2 separate regions of the Rattus norvegicus genome follow, and region 1 is linked to region 2. The links are chromatin contacts, called in public Hi-C maps. All regions are on one chromosome and are shown on one strand. Each heading gives the region's core, a stretch centred on a gene start, on an enhancer-like site or on the middle of the called end of the contact. The rest is flanking DNA. Distances are from core to core; before and after follow the strand shown.

Region 1 (7,430 bases), core at 2,896-5,395, 36 kb after region 2:
GATGCTACTACCTGTTATTAGTTTGTAGGTTAAGCCAGAGAAGCCACAGAGGGGGTCAGATGTAGTCTCTAGGGTCTTACCCCCAATAGGCCCAGACACATTTGCCACAGAGCTGGTCAGCCTGAGAGAAGGCAGGCCCCAGTGGTAGAGGCAGTGAGGTGCTTCCGGTAAGAGGTGTGAGCAGGCGCAGCTGCCAAGGGCACCCTGGTCCAGTTCTGCTCACAGGAACATAGCCCAGACTCCATCGGAAGCACAGAAAGGGTGATAGTGCTATGAACACAGGTCATCCAAAAAGTCAGATGTGACCTAAATGCCCAACGTGTTAGCGTCTGTTGCATCATGGAATACAGATCCCTTTAAAAGTGGCTTGTTGCACATTTGATGTGGAAATTGTTCGTCTTTTCATGTAAAGAATGCAAAATAGGTCTGGAGAGATGGCTCAGCGGTTAAGAGCACTGACTGCTCTTCCAGAGGTCCTGAGTTCAATTCCCAGCAACCACATGGTGGCTCACAACCATCTGTAATGGGGATCCGATGCCCTCTTCTGGTGTGTCTGAAGACAGCGACAGTGTACTTAAGTATAATAAATGAATAAATCTTAAGAAGAACAGAGACGGGGTTGGGGATTTGGCTCAGTGGTAGAGCGCTTACCTAGGAAGCGCAAGGTCCTGGGTTCGGTCCCCAGCCCCGGGGAAAAAAAAAAAAGGACAGAGACAAAGTTTTTTAAAAAAGTTTTTAAAAAAAATCCAAAATAAAGTAAATGCAGGAAGAGGCTTTTTAGAACACCTTATAATACCTAATACGTTGAGATGCAGCGACAAGCCACGAAGGCCTTTTCTTTAATGAGACGCCTGTGGATGTAGCCTCTTCCTCAGAGTTTACCCTGGGGACTCCTAGTTTGGGACTATACAGTGTTAGATGTTGCAGCTTCCTGACCTCAACTCACCAGATGCTCCTAAACTATGATGCTCCCCAGTCCTCCAGAAAGGGCTGACCTCCAGACACCGGCAGATGTCCCCTAGGACCTTGTGTGAGAATCCAGAAAGGAGATAGAATATGATGTCCCGCAGAGGTCAGGCTGTTGCCAAGGAGATGTGAGAAGGAAGAGAGAAGCTCTTGTCCCCGAGGGGACCTCCCGACACTTGCAAAGTATGAACCATAACTGCTTCTCCGAACCCTTCACAGGTCACCGTCAAAGTGCCACAGAAGAACTCGTAAAGTGGTGTGCAGGCTTCTTCAGCCAGCGCCCGAAAACCCAACAAGATCCTGAGAAAAGCCACCACCAAGCACACTGCGCCTGCCAAGAGAAAACCCCTTCACCAAAGCCTGCCAAGAGAAAACCCCTTCACCAAAGCGTCTTGGGCCAAGAAAGTCAGGATTTGATAAACAGGGCAGGGTTGGTGGGCGGTGTTTGGGGAGCGTCCCCAGTAAACTGGGGAAGGGAGGAGCTCTGTGCAGACCACCCACACGCACGCACACGCTCACGGGTCCTTCTGTGCTGGATGCTGGGTTCCACCCTCAGTGCTTAAACAAATGAGCAATAAAAATCAGCAGATAAAGCCTCAGGGTCAGTTCTCTGAGCCCTAAGTTCTGAGTCTTATCTCTGTTGCATTCTGTGACTCTGTGCTGTGGGAGGAGACAAGGCCATTATTAGAGTATTAGCTTTGTGGAACACTAGCGCCTTGATGTTTACTGGTCAAGAGTCACTAAAGGCGGGGTTGGGGATTTAGCTCAGTGGTAGAGTGCTTGCCTAGGAAGCACAAGGCCCTGGGTTCGGTCCCCAGCTCGGGGGGGGGGGGGGGGGGGAGTCACTAAAGGCCCCCTCCCATCCTGGACATGGGGGACACCAGGCTGAAGTGTCCCCACTATTTGCTGGTATCCCGAAGTAGCACTCTCCCCGCTCCTTGGTACCTGTGACCTTGGCTCTCACAAGTGATTCCAGGCTGATGGGGAGGGATATAAGCTGGAGAGAGAGAGGAGTGGCTGTCTGGCAGGACAGAGGAGGTAGTGACACTTGTTTGATCCTTTCCAGGGTGATCCAGGGTCAGCTTTCAACTGAGGGACCTCATAGCTCAGCATAAGTGCTGCTGACCTGGAGGAGAGTGAGCAAAAAGACACTTTCCAGAAGTTGCTCCATTGTCCCGATCTGTTCTGCGGCCTCCGTGGGGCACAGAGCAGAGCGCGCCCACTGCAGGGTCTGCCTCTCACACACCCAGAGAACGTGCAGGTTATTAGTGACAGCGCCATGAAGGAGTTGGCCATGGATGGCCAGAGGGAGTAGTTTTTCAGAGAGTAAGAGGGATGGTGGTGACAGTAGGTTGGGGACTGCAAGGCAGACTGTTTCAGGCCGTGGTCACCTGTAGATGCCAGGGGGTGTGACAGATGCTGAAGGACAGAGGGACCCACTCACGCTGGAAGGCCAAGAGAGCTCTTGAGCAGGGCTCCAGTTACCTGTGCTTTCTCCCTCACCTACCAGAAGGTTCCATCCCCAGAGGTTTTAGATGCCTGTGACCTCTGCCCTGTGTATAAATGGGGGCGGCGCTGTGACTATCCCAACCCCGCCCCATCCTAAGTGCGAGTCGTAAGCCTTCCGGGGACACCTTGTGCCCAGCCTGTAGATTATTCCCTATAGGTGTAAGTGCTCACGGTGATTGGCATAAAAGAAATAAGCCAGCAATTAGCGATGGTAATCGCGTGAAATTACCCAACTCTTGGCACCGCTGCGCCTGTGTTTTGGGGAGTCGAGTAAGTTCCGTGTAAGTGTCGCAATACACCAGTAAGCCCGGTAACCGAGATGGTTGCTGGTGGCTGATGGGTGGGCATGCGTGCCTCGTGGGTACCACAGCTGCAGGCATGATGCTCACCAGTGCATGCAGCTCGCACCAGTGCATGCAGCTCGCACCAGTGCACGCTTATTCCCAGAACTTTCACTTAGTACTCTTAACGCTGCATGTGACAATTCGGTGCCTGGGACCTTCCCGGAGCAGTGATAAGTATGTCAAAGTCCAAGGTCCACGGGAGCCTGACAGGAAAGCTTAGGGGCGAAGGTCCCAGATCTTACTCAACTTGTGAATGAACAGGATGTGTGCGCTTAGCTTCAAAACCAGCTGGTCAGGGAAGGAGCTGAGGGTAAGAGGCTGATGACCCCCTGAAGTTGTCCTTTTTTAAAATGTATGTACATGAGCACACTGCCCCTGCGTTCAGACACACCAGGAGAGGGCATCAGATCCCTATCACAGATGGCTGTGAGCCACCATGGGGTTGCTGGGAATTGAACTCGGGACCTCTGGGAGAACAGTCGTTGCTCCTAACCACTGAGCCATCTCTCCAGCCCTGAAGTTGTCCTTTGACCTCCATACACTCATACCTGTGTGTGTGTGCTCATGTGCACACACAGAAATAAGTAAATAAAAATTTTAAAAATCAGATGCCTAGTACGGTGCCTCGAACCTTTAACCTCAACACCTGGAGGCAGAGGCACTTGAGTCTGAGGCCTAATTGAGGTCTGTTATACAGATCAAGTTCCAGGACAGCCAACCACAGCTATACTGAGAAACCCTGTCTGGAAAAAGCAAAAATTAAATTTGGTTGCCTGCAGCGACACACCCTTGTAATCCCAAGATTTAGAAGAGTCTTTAGAGAAGGCAGGAGGATTGCCAAGAGTTTGAGGCCAGCTTGACTAAAAAGAACCTGCCTTTAAAAAAAAAAAAAAAAAAAGGGAAGGTGGGGAGGGGAGGCCACCAGACAGCTTGGTGACCACAGCGACCACAGTAAGCACTTGAAACCTGCAAGGAGCGGGCCCTTCCTTCCTCATTATGTGCCAAGGTTACCACGGAGGAGCCGTTTTCGAAAGCAGACGCCAATCGAAGTACCCCCGCTGCACACACTGAAAGAACGCGCGACATTTGCCAACTGTGTCATGGAAATGCTGCAGAAGGATTAACGTAGCATCAAGAAGCCAAATCCTACTCAGGTGACAAGAGGAGGGGGCAGGGATAGGCGGTGAGAGTCAAGGATGCTGGGAACTGCTGCTTTTGACTTCCAAAGGGCTTCCTCCATCTCTCAGCTCCACTTCCGGGCCAGCTTCACTTCCAGCTGTGCACATTCTGGCTTCTGGCGCGGCCGGATCCTTAGAACTGCCGCCCAGCCTCACGTCCACCACGCTGAGACCCGCCCCCAACCGCCTGCAAAGAGAATGCCTGTTGTTAGCATTCTGTCTAAGCTCCACCCCCTATGTCGTTTTATCCTTTTGTAAACACAGGACCTGTGGCCCCGGCATCTATACTGTCTGGTTTCATCAATCTTAGTGCTATAGCGATGGGATGAAATGTAGATCAAAGTCATACAGTCCACCCCGTGACCAGGAAGAGCATCTCCAGCAGCCTAGAATAAGAGTGATAAATTTCCAAAGAAGACTAGAACTTTCAACGTGGGAATAATGCCCACGCATTCTCCTATAATCAGTAAGGCAGAGAGCAGTTCGAAGAATGGTGTTGGGGGGGGGGGGCGGTGAGCGTGTGTGTTGGTAATTCTTGGCCCGGGGCGTGTGAATCCAACTCGGTGTGAGACAAGCAGTTAATTCGAACAAAGGCAGGCAGGTGTGATGAGCAGCCTGGAGCACAGACTTCCACACCCAAGACAGTAATCCTGTTTAGGTAAAGGAACCCGCTGGGCCGGAAGCAGCTGTCTGGGGGTAAAAACAAGGTTCTCAGGTTCCGAGGAGCCTGATCTCTCTGGGTACTTGGATATGGTCTGATCACAGGAGTATTTGGTGCCAAGCCGTGCTTTGTGGGTTTGGCCTTCTCTGATCCTCAGGAGGAAATGCTGGGGTCTTGTACAAAACAAAAAGGCACGTGGGCGCTGGAGCGGAGACCTAGGTATTAGCGCCACCTTGTGGCCAATGGCCAAGCCACAGCGACATCCTTTGAAGAGGATCAAGATGGCTCAGAAGGGAGGAACTGAAAACAGGGCCTCCAAGATGGCTTTACAGTAAAAGAAGCTTGCCACCACACAGGACTACCTGAGTTTGATTCCCAGACCTCACAGGGTGGAAGAAATCACGAATTAACAAGAAAACAGGGACTTAAACAAAACCCATAGAATCCCAACATTCATCTCCCAAACAGATGACTCAAATGTGGCCTGGTCCTTCGATGGAACTGTCTGTCACCAAGAGGACATAAGGCTATGGGGAACCACTTCACCAGTGTGCAAATTTGCTTTAAAAAGTGCGTGTGTGTGTGTGTGTGTGTGTGTGTATGTGTGTGTGCACGTGCTGCTGTATGAGCCATAGCACATGTGTGGAGGTCAAACCAGGAATTGATTCTCTCCTTCCACTACAAAGGACCCCAAGATTGAACTCAGGTCATCAAGCCTGGTGACAGTTGCCCACTAAAGCTATTTTGCTGGCCCTCTGTGTTTCTTTGTTTGCTTTTGAGACAAAGTTTCTGTGTAGCCCTGATTGTCCTAGAACTCCCTGGTAGATAAGCCTGGCCTGCAACTGGAAAAGATCCTCCTGCCTCTGAATCTTGAGGTTAAAGATGTGGGCAGCACAGCCAGCTGATCCATCCATTCCTGATACTTTGGCCCATGTGGTCAGTCGTGCCCTGCTTCCCCCACCGCCATTTTCTGTCTCTTTCATTTTCCCTACCTTTTTAGTTTATCCCAGTGGACTGCACGCATCACACCCGTTCACCATCTATATTGTGTTTGCATTTTTACCTAGTATGTTTCCTTACATGACCTTCACATACAAGATTTGGGGAGTCTCATCAACAGGACATCAACATTGAAGACAACTGAGGTGGGGGGTCTTAGCCTGCTCCTCCTCTGCTCCTCCCTTTCCTCCTCATGACCTGCCTGGGAGGTTGATAGGCCCACCTAGCCACTCCCCACTTTGGAACTGTCTTCCCCATCAGCCCTCTTAGGGCTCTGCTCTGTTCCCAGCCCACAGCAGCATGGCTGCTTGACCAGGCTGGAGCCACAGGGGTTCCTGACACCTCGCTACCTTGACACTGAACAGGGTGAAGTAGATAGCGTGCCCTGGAAGTGCAAGGTCACCTGACGAATGACATAATAGACTGAAGCCATCATGCAGATGGAGTAGACGTAGGAGAAAGCCATGGATGAACAACCCAGCAGCCCCTGGGGGACACAGTGCAGCCTACCCAACTGTCTCTAGAACATCATCTGTCCCCCATTTCTCCCTTCCTCTCCTCAGTGCATGCCAGAGTAGTGACATCACTCAGAGTAGTGACATCAGAACACAGATGGCATCAGATTAGTGGCGTCACTCCGAGTGGTGATGACATCAGGGCAGTGTTGTAGAATGTAAATAATTCCAAATCGCCTTTGACCATTCAGTTCCTGGGAAAAAGACACTACTTTTGTTATTTGCAATAAGCCTTAAGCAGCACAAGTGCTGGGCAGCTGCCTCCCCTCCATGCTGTTAGAATCCACTTTCCATAACCCTAAATCATTACTTAGCTATGTTTCATCCGGGCTGCTCTTAACTCCAACTGGCCATGTTTTCTTGAAAGCCATGAAGGCTTCTCTCTTCTCCTTCACCTCCTTCTCCTTGTGGTTCTCCTCCAACCCCAAGCCCTGGAATCCTAAACTCCACCTACGTCTCTTCTGTTCAGCTATTGGCTGTCAGCATCTTTATTTACCAGTCAGAAAGAACTTGGGGCAAGGGTCACATAGTGTTACTATGTGTCTAGTGTGGACTCTCATCTGGGGGCGGGGGAAACGGGGCGTACTTAGCATTACCGTTCACAGCACGGCCAAACCTCATCAGGGTAGTGAGGATGTCAGAGCAGTGAGGACAGGTTGGACTCAGTAACTGACAGCAGGAGGGGGAGGGGCCTACGGGGGAAGTTTTATTGGGAGAGCTTTACAGAGACAGGTTGAAGAGAGGAAGATCCGGCTGGAGAGGTGGGTCAGTGGTTAAGAACACTGGTTGTTCTTCCAGAGGTCCTGAGCCACACAATGGCTCACAACCACTTGTAATGGGATCTGATGCCCTCTTCTGGTGTGTCTGAAGACAGTGACAGTGCACTTATATATAATAAATAAATCTTAAAAGAAAAGAAGAGACCAGGCGGTGTTGGTGCATACCTTTAATCTCATCACCCCCCCCCCCCAGGGCTGGGGAAGGCTGGGGAGGGCTAGGGAGGGCTGGGGAGGGGTAGGGCAAATCTCAGAGTCTGAGGCCAGCCTGGTCTACAGAGTAGGTTCTAGGACAGCCAGAGACCAGAGATACAGAGAAAAACCTGTCTCCACCCCCATCCCCAATGCCAAATGAGATCAGCAGCAGCATTCTGGGAAGTGTTTTCTGAGAGCACAGAACTGTGTTCCAGAGACAGCCAAGGTTGTACCTCATGCTGGCAGCTGTACTTGGTTATGTGTGAGGGTCGCCCAGGTGGTACTGG
Region 2 (6,832 bases), core at 3,741-6,240:
ACACACATGTGCTCATGCAGGCTTGCATATATGCACACAGGTGCACATGCACACACATGCGGATGCACGAGTACACACACAGGCTTGTGCACATTCACAAACGTGCACATACTCATACACACATGTGCACATACTCATACACACATGTGCACATACAGGCCCTCACATATGCACACACATGTGCATGCGCACAGTTTCGGATGCACATGTACACACACAGGCTTGTGCACATTCACACACATGTGCACATGCACACACATGCTCGTGCACACACATGCTCGTGCACACGCACACACACAGAGTAAAGGACTCCTTCACTCTTCTCCCTTGTCGGGGTTTGTTTGGATTGAGACTGTAATGAACCTGTGACATGGGCGTTCAGACATCCAGTGTCGATATCTCTCAAGGACATTGGGAATGCCAACAAATGCAAGAAGAAACAGAAGGAGCACAAGGATGCGCGTCCCCTGCCTCAGTTTCTAGGGAATAGTCAGGTACATGAAGCTCCCACACCGAAGATGGCTTTCTAGATACATGTCTGGATACATGCCTTGATTCCTGAGAAGCTCGCTTCTCTGCCCAACTGGACATGCTATTAACAAAGTAGCCATAACAATAAAAGTGACCCTCCTCGCTGGGACACTGCACTCACTTGCTCTGGGAACCTGCTGGAGTCCCCTGGTTTCCACTTTCAGTTCCTTGCATTTATCAGGAGAATCGATTTGACCAACCTCTGAGGAAAGTTCCCCAACATCCATAGACGCCAGAGGAGTCTCCAACAAGAACAGATACAAAATTAGAGGGGGGGGGGGGCTGGAGAGATGGCTCAGCGGTTAAGAGCACCCGACTGCTCTTCCAGAGGTCATGAGTTCAATTCCCAGCAACCACATGGTGGCTCACAACCATCTGTAAAGAGATCCGATGCCCTCTTCTGGTGTATCTGAAGACAGCTACAGTGTACTTATATATAATAAATAAATAAATCTTTGAGAGAGAGAGAGAGAGAGAGAGAGAGAGAGAGAGAGAGAAGGAACCATGGCTTCAGAAGACACAAGGGAGGGGCTGGAAGGATGGCTCAGCGGTTAAGAGCACTGAATGCTCTTCCAGAGGTCCTGAGTTCAAATCCCAGCAACCACATGGTGGTTCACAACCATCTGTAATGGGATCCGATGCCCTCTTCTGGTGTGTCTGAAGACAGTGACAGTGTACAGTATACAGTATACATAAGATAAATTAAAAAAAAGACACAAGGGAAGGATCACCCAGCAAATCCCTCCATGTCGGGGGCTGGGGATTTAGCTCAGTGGTAGAGCGCTTACCTAGGAAGCGCAAGGCCCTGGGTTTGGTCCCCAGCTCCGAAAAAAAGAACCCCCCCAAAAAAAAAATCCCTCCATGGCTTTTTCTGTTCTGACCACCCTGTGTCAGTTGGGAACTGTCCTGGTACCCAGTGTGGAAGAACATGTGACTTTGAGCACACTAATGGGAACCCAGTGGACTTGCTTTGGCGATGATCAGGTCTGACCAGTTTTTTGGGATCCAGGCCAGCATGGCCAATGTGTCTGTGAAGAGGATCAAAGGCAGAGCGAGTGTGCACTCTCTTCTCTCACCACAGCAGTCCATCCTGGAAAAGAGATGACAACATATTCCCTGTGCTCCTCTTGACACACAGTAGGCTGGATTCCCTTAGGGACAGTGGGTGGCCCTGTCTGACTCTGGGGGTCTCATCCTACCCAGTCCTTTCACTGAATTTTGATAGGTAGGACTTACAGGGTCTCCAGCATGGCAGGCTGAGTTACATCCCTCACCTCCAGAATGACAGCTTTCTGTTTGGTTTGATTCAGTTCCAAAGTTTGGCTTTTGAAACAGAATCGCTTAATGTAGCCCAGGCTAGCCTTTAAGCCACAGATCTGTCTCTTTGAGTGCTAGCATTAAATGGTGGGGGTTCAACTTGAGGAAGGGGGGTTCTTTATAGTAGTAAAACAGGGTTGGAGGCAGGGGATATGTGGCGCAGTGGTTAGCGTGCTTCCCTGGTGTCCATGGAAGCCCAGGATTTTTTTCCCTTCAGCATATGAACCAGTGTGGCCGACATTAAGTATAATCCCAGCTCTCCAGAGAAAGGGCAGGAGGACCCTGACTCAGAATAAAAAAACAAGAAAACATGGGCTGGAGAGGTGGCTCAGTGGTTAAGAGCACTGACTGCTCTTCCAGAGGTCCCGAGTTCAATCCCCAGCAACCACATGGTGGCTCACAACCATCTGTAATGGAACCTGATGCCTTTCTTCTGGTGTGTCTGAGGACAGCTACAGTGTACTCATATAAATAAAATATAATAAATAAACAAACAAGAAAACAAACACAATGGTTAAAAAGACAAATCAATAAAAGGTGTCACACTGGTGGACATGATAGATGATCAAACAGGCTGTAGTTCAGAAATCCCTGACTACTTACCATTTGCTAAGAAGAAGTGATAAATGACAGAAGGGACACCACGCAGGGGCAAAGCGAGCACACACACACACATACACACGCACACATAGAACATGTGTGTGCCTCTGTGAGTTAGAAGACTTAGGGAGACTGTCTAAAACCAGTAACAGCAACAACAACAACAACAACAAAAAATAGAACAAAACAAAACAAAAAACCCCACAGGGCTTCTAGAACTCAAGTTCTTCAGCCAAACGGGAAAATGAGCTAGGACATGAACTTTTAAAACCCAGCGGAGAAAACTGGCTGCACACAAAGGCATTTAATCTCACTCCTCAGAAATGCGTCCTAGAGCAATATGGCCGGCTATCTGAACAGATATTAACAGTATAACAATGCTGGGAAGGGGGTAAGGGTGTGGCAGCGCTTGGGCTGACACCGTTGTTTGTTTGAGACTGGGTTTCTCTGTGTAGCTTTGGCTGTCCCTGGAACTCATTCTGTAGACCAGGCTGGCCTCAGACTCAGAGCTGTCACTGCCTCTGACTCCCAAGTGCTGGGGTTAAAGGCCTGTGTCACCAATGCCACTGCTGGGCCAGACTATAGACTTTTTGAACGGGAATTTATTTCTCTGTAGTTAACTATAGGATTCGCCCTCAAGATGCTCAGCCAGCTGGGCTGCCGGCCAGGCTGCAGGCTGAAGTCCTGAGGGCTGCACAGAGACGCGGCACAGCACAGTCTAATAGCTAATCCGTGTTGTGTGGCAGGGTAGGTGTAGTTAAGTCGTTTGTTTGAGATAGAGCCTCCTTCAGAGCCTCAGGTAGCTTCACGGAGCTCAGATTGACCTTTAACTCTTAATCCTTCTGGCCCCACATCCTCAATGCTGAGGTTACAGGGCAGGTACCACAGGAAGGTAGACTTTCAACTCATTCTTCATGCGGAACTTTTTTTTTTTTTTTTTTTTTTTTTTTGGTTCTTTTTTTTTCGGAGCTGGGGACCGAACCCAGGGCCTTGCGCTTCCTAGGTAAGCGCTCTACCACTGAGCTAAATCCCCAGCCCCCTTTCAACTCATTCTTGATTTGTGATTCTTCCAACTGGGGGGGGGGGGCTTAGAGGCCACACCCACCATAAGTCAAGGACCTGTCTGTATTTAATTGGTTACTTACTAATTAAGCAGTAGACCTGGAGAGATGGCTCAGTGGTTAAGAGCACCGACTGCTCTTCCAGAGGTCCTGAGTTCAAATCCCAGCAGGTTCACAACCATTTGTAATGAGATCTGATGCCCTCCTCTGGTATGTCTGAAGACAGCTACAGTGTACTTATATATAACAATAAATAAAATTAAAAAAAAAAAAAGCAGTAGACATCCCGTGAGTTAGTGGCTCTTCCTCTGTGAATTAGTAAGTCAAAAGACACAAACTGGGGTTGGGGATTTAGCTCAGTGGTAGAGCGCTTGCCTAGGAAGCGCAAGGCCCTGGGTTCGGTCCCCAGCTCCGGGAAAAAAAAAAAAAAAAAAGAACCAAAAGACACAAACTGTGGCATTGTTTGTAATCACACAAGATTGGAAGCCACCTTAAATGTCACCCACAGAACTTTCTTTAAATGGGAATGCACAGGTAGCGAACGAAACAGCGAGTAAACCAGTGAACGGGGACACCTTCCTGCAGGAAATGGGTGTGGACATCCAAGATCCCCAACACAATCCAAAGCATTTCGGCAAGGCAAAATGGTTTACCCAGAGGGGCCCTGCTGGTGAGGTTTTTAAAGGGTCTCACAATCTCTCCTAACTGTGCTCTCAATTTCCCAGATTCCTTTGCACCTACGCTTGGTCATGTGACCAGCCTGTGAGGTCCTTAAATGCTTTCCCCTCGTGTTTTGTGCTAACGGTGTTGAGCCCCGGAACAACTTCAGCTGTCCGGTGCTAAAATCAGAGGCACACGGGGAAACGCGCCCAGACCCCTTTACAGCGCGGGTGACAATATTCCTGCGAGTCCTCAGAGCAGGGCGAAGCTCATACGCAGCAGTCTTCTGCTGGGTGCTTCAGAAACCTCAGCTTCTAAAGGCTCCGCCCATTTTGGGGCTCCTGTTTTTTAACCACTGAGCCATCTCTCCAGCCCGGCTCCTCCGTTTTAAAAACACTTCGGGGCATTGCCGAGAATCCCCTGCCAAACTCTTCACCATCTCTTCAGCCTACTGCTGCGTTCATCTGGTTGAAAGGCACACGAATGACTAGGCGTCCACGTCTCTTTCTAGCCAATGTCCTCCTGCCCCTCAAGTGCCCAGTCCCAGGCTGTTCGGGGAATAACCGCTTTCGTGATTTCTTTTCACACCTACATCTGCACGGATGGGACTCATAAGCGCTAGCCACCTTGCTGGGAGCGCACATAGCCCTGGCTAGGCTTCCTCCGGCTATCCCCATGTTCTGCAAACTCCATCTCTTAGGGAGCCAGGGTCGCGCCCCTTAGGCCGTTGGGGGCTGGAGTTCCTCGGCTACGTCCCCGTATCTCTGCCTCCCATTGGTGGCCGCGGGGGGCGGAGGCTAGGACTCGTTCTACAAGGCTGCAGTCGCCGGTTGCTCCGCTAGGCTCCTCTCTGCTCGGTTCGGCTCGCCCTGCTCAGCTCTGCTCAGTTCTGCTAAGCTCCGCTCAGTTCAGCATGCTGCGCGCCGCACTCAGCACCGCCCGCCGTGGGCCACGCCTGAGCCGCCTGCTGTCCGCCGCCGCCACCAGCGCGGTGCCAGCCCCCAACCAGCAGCCCGAGGTCTTCTGCAACCAGGTGAGACTCGCGGCCGCCTCGCTCTGGCACCAGGGCGGGACGGAGCCAGGGCGACGCGGCCTCAGTTTCCCCTCCGCGTCCCGCGATCTTTGCGCGCGTCTTCCCCTGCCCATGTGGCCGCACCGTGTCGCCTCCCTGTCCTGGACAGTCCTCTTTATCCCGCATCGATGCAGCCGGCTTCTGCCCCGCGCGGTCCTCTGGGTTCACGCAGAAGGCCCTTCCGTCCCAGTCTCTGCGAGACCTCCCATCCATCCCTACCCAACTCACGCAGACCTGAGCCAGAGTTCACAAGCAAAAGCTGGGTCAGGACCCCTCTGTGGCCGCTCTTATCCCACCCGGACTTTGGAATGTTGAATTCGTTTTTTGAGTTTTGGTGAAGTCTGGAATCACATGAAAGAAACTGGCTGTGAAGTATTTTTTGTTTGTGCAACAAGTGGCACTTGGCTGCCCTCTTCTGTAAAATGGGAAAGCAGTCAGGGCTGGTATCTTGGTGTGTTGTTTTGAAAGAGGATCTCATTTTGTAGCTGAGGCTGGCTGGCCCGGAGTTCTCTGTCTTCTTCCTTCAGCCAGTTTCACCCCACTTTAGACTTGCACAAGACAGACATGGCTGCTACCACTTACTTACCGCCTCAGCCTTTCGGCCTTCTCGCTACGTTTTCTTTGAAACAGGATCTCACTAAGTTGCCCAGGCTGGCCTTGAGCTTGTAATTCTCCTGCCCCAGGCTTCCCATTGTTGCATTGTTGGGACACAGTGACCTCATGTCTATATATATATATTTTACAGGGCCTTGCGCACTTGGCACTTGGCATGAGCAGCAATCCGGGTTCTCCAAAAGTCCCCTCTGCCAGCCTTTGTGCAGGGCAGCCTCCTAAACAATTCCGACTTTAAGCCTTACGCCTTAGAACTGGGAGTTTGATGGTTTAACTATCCCCACTATACAGCTCATAAGACTGAGGTCTGGTCATGGTCCCAAAGGACCAAGCTGAAGTCTGGATTCTCTTCTAAACTTTCTATGGTATATTGCAACTCTTGGTAGGACCAGGGGTCCGATCTCATGTCACATGAACGTCCTCCAGATGGGCTGCCTACCACTCTAGTTGTGGCCTTGGCCTCCGGCTTTCTGCAGTGTTCTTCCGGGACCTGGCAGCCATTTGCACATGTGCAGGACCTGTTTAAAGGTCCAGGTTTCTGAGGAGTGCTACAAAGAGTCAACCCAAGGGAAAACAAAACAAAACAAAACAAAACAAAACAAAACAAAAACACCAGGTTTGTGAAGTAGCTGCTGGTTTCTAGCTGGCGGCTGATCTGAGGCAATCCATCCCGCTTGAAGGAGCTGAACATCAAAAGGAGCCCGAGTGACCACAAGAGGAAGCACCTGATCAATAGTTTGGTTCTCTCGTTCACCTGGAGGCAGGGTACAAAGTTTCAGGTCCTAACAACCTGCTCGGGCTTGATTCAGTTCGGAGAGTTCCTTGTATGTGCCTGGGGGGGGGGGGGTGTAGAGGGAACCCCCTCCCCCATTGCTGCCTTTTCTCCTTATCACAGAGTTTGAAATCACAAAAATCGAATACATTCATTACAGAAATTCATGGCACTGACCCTATTGCCCACCCTACAGGAGCGCTGTTA

The links. A called contact is a pair of places that touch in the nucleus more often than the background predicts.
Region 1: a Hi-C map of liver shows a contact between it and region 2, with 2.2 times the contacts expected there. The contact joins the enhancer-like site here to the promoter of Aldh2 in region 2. A contact is called at or near these places in 12 of 12 Hi-C or Micro-C datasets (the A7r5 cell line, the Rat2 cell line, Schwann cells and 7 more).

What each region holds. Positions count from the first base shown.
Region 1 is chr12:40,641,621-40,649,050 of GRCr8, forward strand. It overlaps Aldh2 (aldehyde dehydrogenase 2 family member), which reads left to right. Exons shown (of 13, transcript NM_032416.2): 13 at 1,186-1,600. The coding sequence ends at 1,218. Among named protein-coding and RNA genes, the nearest start is that of Mapkapk5, 9.4 kb to the right of the region's middle. Within about 2 kb of position 4,146, at least 59 of the 93 cell types and tissues checked have an H3K27ac peak or open chromatin away from gene starts, as enhancers often do. A contact at or near this core is called in Schwann cells, hepatocytes and liver, where this site is marked.
Region 2 is chr12:40,605,254-40,612,085 of GRCr8, forward strand. Aldh2 (aldehyde dehydrogenase 2 family member) reads left to right here and starts at 4,991. Exons shown (of 13, transcript NM_032416.2): 1 at 4,991-5,202. The coding sequence starts at 5,083.